Linked DNA regions of Mus musculus: region 2 is linked to region 1. The links are chromatin contacts, called in public HiChIP or PLAC-seq maps. All regions are on one chromosome and are shown on one strand. Each heading gives the region's core, a stretch centred on a gene start, on an enhancer-like site or on the middle of the called end of the contact. The rest is flanking DNA. Distances are from core to core; before and after follow the strand shown.

Region 1 (2,700 bases), core at 19-2,518:
ATAAAATAAAACTGAACCTAGTCCAAACTACTATTTACTTTCAGTATTATAAATAATAAGGGATAAAATAAATAGCATAGCAAATTACAGAAAATAATGTTAAATTTTAAACAGTGAAAAAACGAAAATGAAAAATACTCAAAGTTCCGCATATGAAAAAGTACACTACAGAGAAAGACTAGCAACTGTACAGAAGAAGCATATGAGAGCTGGCTGACTTTTACAGCATCAGCTTTATGTTGAAGTACTGTATAGGAATGAACAGCTGTTTGCTTGTCTTTTAGGTCATGTGGTGCTGCTCCTTTTGAAATCCCTATGTAGTCTATATATGTAGACATGAGCATTCACTACTAGATTTCTGCACCTACTGTCATGCCATGATTCTGTGTTGTTCCATGGTAACAGCAATGGTACATATATATATGTGGTGTATGTATATGTGCTTGCATGTCCACACGAGTTCAACATTGGGGGTCTTTTCAATCCACCTGCTCCTCTCTCTCTCTCTCTCTCTCTCTCTCTCTCTCTCTCTCTCTCTCTCTCCCTCCCTCCCTCCCTCCCTCCCTCCCTCCCTTCCTCTTTCTGTTCCTTCCTTGCCTTCCTTCCCTGCCTGCCCTTTCTTTTTTCTTTTCTTTTCTTTTTTCCTTTCTTTCTTTTTTCCTTCCTTCCTTCCTTCCTTCCTTCCTTCCTTTCTTTCTTTCTTTCTTTCTTTCTTTCTTTCTTTCTTTCTTTCTTTCTTTCTGTTTAAATGTATGTGGGCATTTTGTCTGAATATTTTTGTCTGTGAGCCACTTGCATGCCTGGTGCCTGTTGAGGCCAGAAAAAAGTACTGACTCTCCTGGAACTGAAGTTATAGGCAGTTGTGAGCTACTGTGTAGGTACTGGAATAGAGCCTAAGTCCTCTGGAAAAGCAGCCAGTGTTCTTAACCACTAAGCCATCTCTCTAGACGATGACACTACCACTACCACCACCATCACCACACCACCATGTTTGTTTGTTTTATTTTAGAGACAGGGTCTCCTGCTAAACCTGGAATTCACTGATTCAGTTAGCCTACCTATCTAGCAAACTCCAGAGATCCTCCTGTCTCACCTCTCCAATGCTGGTAATGCAGGTGTAAGTTTGTTGGGCCCCATTTAGGCTCTGGTTTGGGCCTTGAGGACAAACCTGAGACTGGCTTGAATTTTGAGACCTGTCTCAGTCACTCCCCACTTATTGGGGTGACTCAGCAAGACCTGTTTGGCCCTGCCTCTGCCCCGCCCTTGCTGTTGTAGAGCTCTGCCACTGGCCCTGTCCATCACTCCATATCCTCTGTCACACTTCTCTGCCTCCTATATCATCTTACCCACCAAGACTCCCCTCCCTATGTTCTGAACTTATATAAGCGAGAGGCCAGTGCCATAAAGTTGAGTTCCTGCTTCTACAGGACTCCTGGCTCTGTATGTTTTCTTTTGGGCCATCGACACTCGCCATCTAGCTCAGCCCCAGAGAGACCCCAGTAAGACCAGGACCTCTCTCCTCTTGCCTGGACCTGCTGGCAAGGAGCCTGCATAAGTTGTCTGTTCTAGTTTATTACATGCACGCTGGTTATGCACTCAGAGATCATCATGCCTGCAAGACGACTGAATCATCTCCACACACTCTTTTTTTGGTACTGGGAAATCCATTTGAAACACACTCATACAAATCACAAAACTGGCACATAATATACTGCATATAATATAATATACTATTATATATAACATGTAATATTCAAAATGCAACACTGTAGAACAAAAGTCTTCTTATCCTACTCTGCAAATAATTATTTTCAAATTTCACCAGCTAAAACAAAAGCAAATGAAGACAAAAAACAGCCTTGTTTTGTTTTGTTGTTTTAAGCAGGGTCTCCCTATGTAGTTAAGGCTGATTTAAAACTTACTATGTAATCCAGGCTGGCCTCAAACTCATGATTCCCCCTCACCTCAGCCTGTCCAGTTCTAGGATTACAAGCATGAGCCATTACACCTGAGAACAGTTTTAAAATGAAACCTTTGGGCTGCCATATGGCAAGACTAATCCCTTACCTAGAATCTGCCTTTCTGTTCCTCACACATAGCTCACTTTATACACACACACACACACACACACACACACACACACACACGAGAATTTTTGTTTTGGAGATTTCATCTTTTGGGACACCAACATTTGGGACTTTAGTCTTTTAGAGTGGTGATGTTTTAGAGAGGAGTGGCAGGGCCTCGCCATATTGCACATGCTAGCCTCAAACTCTTGAACTGGACTCCCATATCTCAGCCTCCTAAAGCAATTACAACTACCCACTATACATTACTATGCATCATTTAAAATTTCTGCTATTTTAGACTTTAAGGATTTTGATCTTTAGGGATATTTCAGCGTTTGGTACTGTGTCATCTGAGATTAAGATCAGCACTGGTTTTCACCAATACATTGTTATGGATGCAGGCTAGTTATTTCATTATTAATTCTAAAATAATCTAACAAATAATATCTCCTGGGTATTTTACTTCCTCCTTTACTGATAAAAGATTTGAGTTAATACATTTATACACATAAACACATCTATCTGTAACACAGTGCAATTACATATACTTGATATTAGAGTAGATTTCTAGTCTTCATATAATAGTCAAGTATGTGTCAGTGTTCAGAGTATATCATATTGCCTATATGAG
Region 2 (2,700 bases), core at 16-2,515, 110 kb before region 1:
AACTTTTGAAACAAGGCCTCTCACTGAACCTGGAGCTCACTGAACCAGGAGCTCACTGATGCTGCTGGACTGGCTACCCAGCAAGCTTCAGGAGTCTCTCTGCTCTCCCAGTGCTGGGTTACAGATGTGTTCCATGGTGCTTAGGTCCTGGGGACTCCAATTCAGGTCCTAATGCTTGTGTGGCACTCGAGCACTTTGCCCACTGAGCCATCGCCTTTCTGCCTCATCTCATTCTTATTACTTACTAAGCAAACTTCCCCAATTATTCTGTTATGTTTATGAGTGTTTGCCTTCGTATATATGTTCACCCCATGCATGCAGGGCCCATGGAAGCCAGAAGAGGGCACTGGACACCTTAAACTGCAGTTTAAGGTAGTGAGTTTCCAAGTGGGTACTGGAAACCAAACCCCAGTCTTCTGCAAAAGCAGCCAGTGCTCTTAATCACTGAGCCATCTCTCCAATTCTCTTCCCTTTCTTTTCTGCCTGTTGGGCACAGCAGGGCTCTTGGTTCTTACAGAGATCTGTCCTCTACACTGCATAGCGCTGCATGCTAAGCTCACCAATGTTCTGTTAGTCTAGTCTTATCAAAACCTCCCATAGCCTCACCTTGAAGGGTATAAAGCCCTGAACCTCTTAAGTAACTAGGCACACACACACACACACACACACACACACAGCAAACCCTTTTACAGGTCTCACAAGAATTTAAATTTAAGGCTAAAAGTTCCAGTGTCAAAAACTGCTGCCTATGGGAATTGTGGGTATTTGAAGCTCTGCCTACAGTTCAGGAAACACCCTTTGTGGGTGAGCTCCCTTCCCACACAGATGGAAGAGTGAGGATATAACCCTGGAAGTAGCGCATAGGGAAGTGGAAATGCGACTGGAAGGATCCTTCCACTGCCGTTACACACAGTCCACCCAGGCACTGTTTTCTGTCAAATCTCATGAAATAAGGATATAGAAGGCAGCCCTAAGAGATCCGGACAGGAAGCCTGCAGGCTTAGTGACAAGCACCTCAGCGCCCAGCAACAGAAGAGGAGGAGGAGGAGGAGGAGGAGGAGGAGGAGGAGGAGGAGGAGGAGGAGGAGGAAACAGACCTGCAGAGACTGGATAACTCAAATGAGGTCAGATGACTAGCTAGTGGCAAGTGAGTCCTGAGCCCAGGTCTTCTAACTCCAGGATGAAAGTACCTTCATTATGCCTGCCTCTTCTCTTTTGGCATCAGGAAAAGAAACAGACACCAACTTCCTGATGATGACTCATGCTCAGGGTTTCCCAACAACAATGTTACTGAGATGCGAGGCTGCATCACTCTTTAGTGGAAGGGGAGGCCTGTTCTTAGCATGACCTCAGACCTCTGCCCACTAGAAGCAAATAGCACTCCACATGCCCCCACCCCTAAGTGTTTAACAACTGAAAAGTACTTCCAGAAATAGCTGGCATGTGGCTCAGTGGGTAGAGTGCTTGCCTAGCATGAACAAAGCACTGGGCTCTAGCTCCAGCGCTGTATAAATAGGGCGTGTTCTTGCAAACCTGTAATCCAACACTCTAAGGTAGATAGATGCAGGAGGATTAGAAGTTGATGGTTACCTTCTGCTATATAGCAAGTTTGAAGCCAGACTGAGAAACTCAAAACCCTGTCTCCAAAATAATAATATTAATTTTTAAGTCCTCAGATAATGCTATGAAAGCAACCAGGATAGTAAGGAAGAAACAAACGCCCCCATCTGGGTGAAACTGGTTTGAGTGTGAGCTCCTGTTCTGGAGATGATTCTAGTTCATTTGGAGGTTAATGATGGGGCAGAGCAGACAGGAAGTGAGTCGTTAAAGGAACCTCACTGCCAGGCATAGGAAGGTTGATTCCAGAGAATGCTGTCCAGGAATCTGAGAGAGCACAGTGAAGAGGTTGGCTCTGTTGTACAAAGGAACAAAGTCAGAAAAGGAACTTGTCTTTTTGCCACCAGTCTGGGCCCAGGGAACTCAGCAGCAGGAAAGGAAGAAATGTAAAGCCCAGGCCATGATCTAAAAAGCCCTCTCTTTTCAGCCCATCTCTCAGCCTGCTCCATCTATGACTGCTGCACCCACCGCCCCACCCTAGCCACTCTGAAGGTGTTGGTGCCGGAAGGCAGCCTAGGACTCACCAATGCGGCAAGGTTCAGGCTGTATACATACAACATCTTACATGAGCATCACAAGGTGTTGGGTAAAACAGCCAGACACAAAAGACCTACTGTGTGACTCTATTGACACAAAGTTGAAGAACAGAAGAAACACATTCCCATTGATAGGAGGAAGTGGTGGTTTTGGGTGCTGGTATTGCTAGAGACGACTGAGGGCATCCTCTGGGTATGGAGACCTCTGTCGCGATCCTGAAGGAGGCTTGTGAATGGGTAGAAATCCACAGAGCTATACATTTAGGATGGTCATACCTTCCTGTATGTTTCTATAAATAAGCTCTATCCCCTTAAAAATGAATGTTGACTCTGGAACCAAGTGGGTGTGGATTCCAGCCCTGCAGGTGATTCTGGCTAAGTCAGAATTTTTCTAAGAGGCTAGATGACCAGGGCAGTCCAGACAGGAAGTGCACAGTGAGTACAAATAGCGCTGTACTTAAAGGAACCACAGACACTGCCAGACACAGGACACAGTGTCTGTGTGAGGCACAGGATGTCTTAACGTAGGCTCCTCTGTTGCCCCAGG

What was found. HiChIP or PLAC-seq counts read pairs in DNA pulled down with a chosen protein or histone mark.
Region 2: a contact with region 1 is called in an H3K27ac HiChIP or PLAC-seq map of the HPC-7 cell line, with 6 times the contacts expected there. The contact joins two enhancer-like sites. A contact is called at or near these places in 1 of 39 promoter capture datasets (the C10 cell line), 1 of 484 Hi-C or Micro-C datasets (the HPC-5 cell line), 5 of 115 datasets of contacts at active chromatin or transcription factors (the HPC-7 cell line, acute myeloid leukemia, bone marrow-derived macrophages and 1 more) and 1 of 9 other capture datasets (bone marrow-derived macrophages).

The regions. Positions count from the first base shown.
Region 1 is chr9:70,731,954-70,734,653 of GRCm38.p6, reverse strand. All of the region lies in intron 4 of Adam10 (a disintegrin and metallopeptidase domain 10), which reads right to left. Among named protein-coding and RNA genes, the nearest start is that of Adam10, 54 kb to the right of the region's middle. Within about 2 kb of position 1,268, at least 29 of the 459 cell types and tissues checked have an H3K27ac peak or open chromatin away from gene starts, as enhancers often do. A contact at or near this core is called in the HPC-7 cell line, where this site is marked.
Region 2 is chr9:70,841,131-70,843,830 of GRCm38.p6, reverse strand. All of the region lies in intron 1 of Lipc (lipase, hepatic), which reads left to right. Among named protein-coding and RNA genes, the nearest start is that of Gm32017, 72 kb to the left of the region's middle. Within about 2 kb of position 1,265, at least 151 of the 459 cell types and tissues checked have an H3K27ac peak or open chromatin away from gene starts, as enhancers often do. A contact at or near this core is called in the HPC-7 cell line, where this site is marked.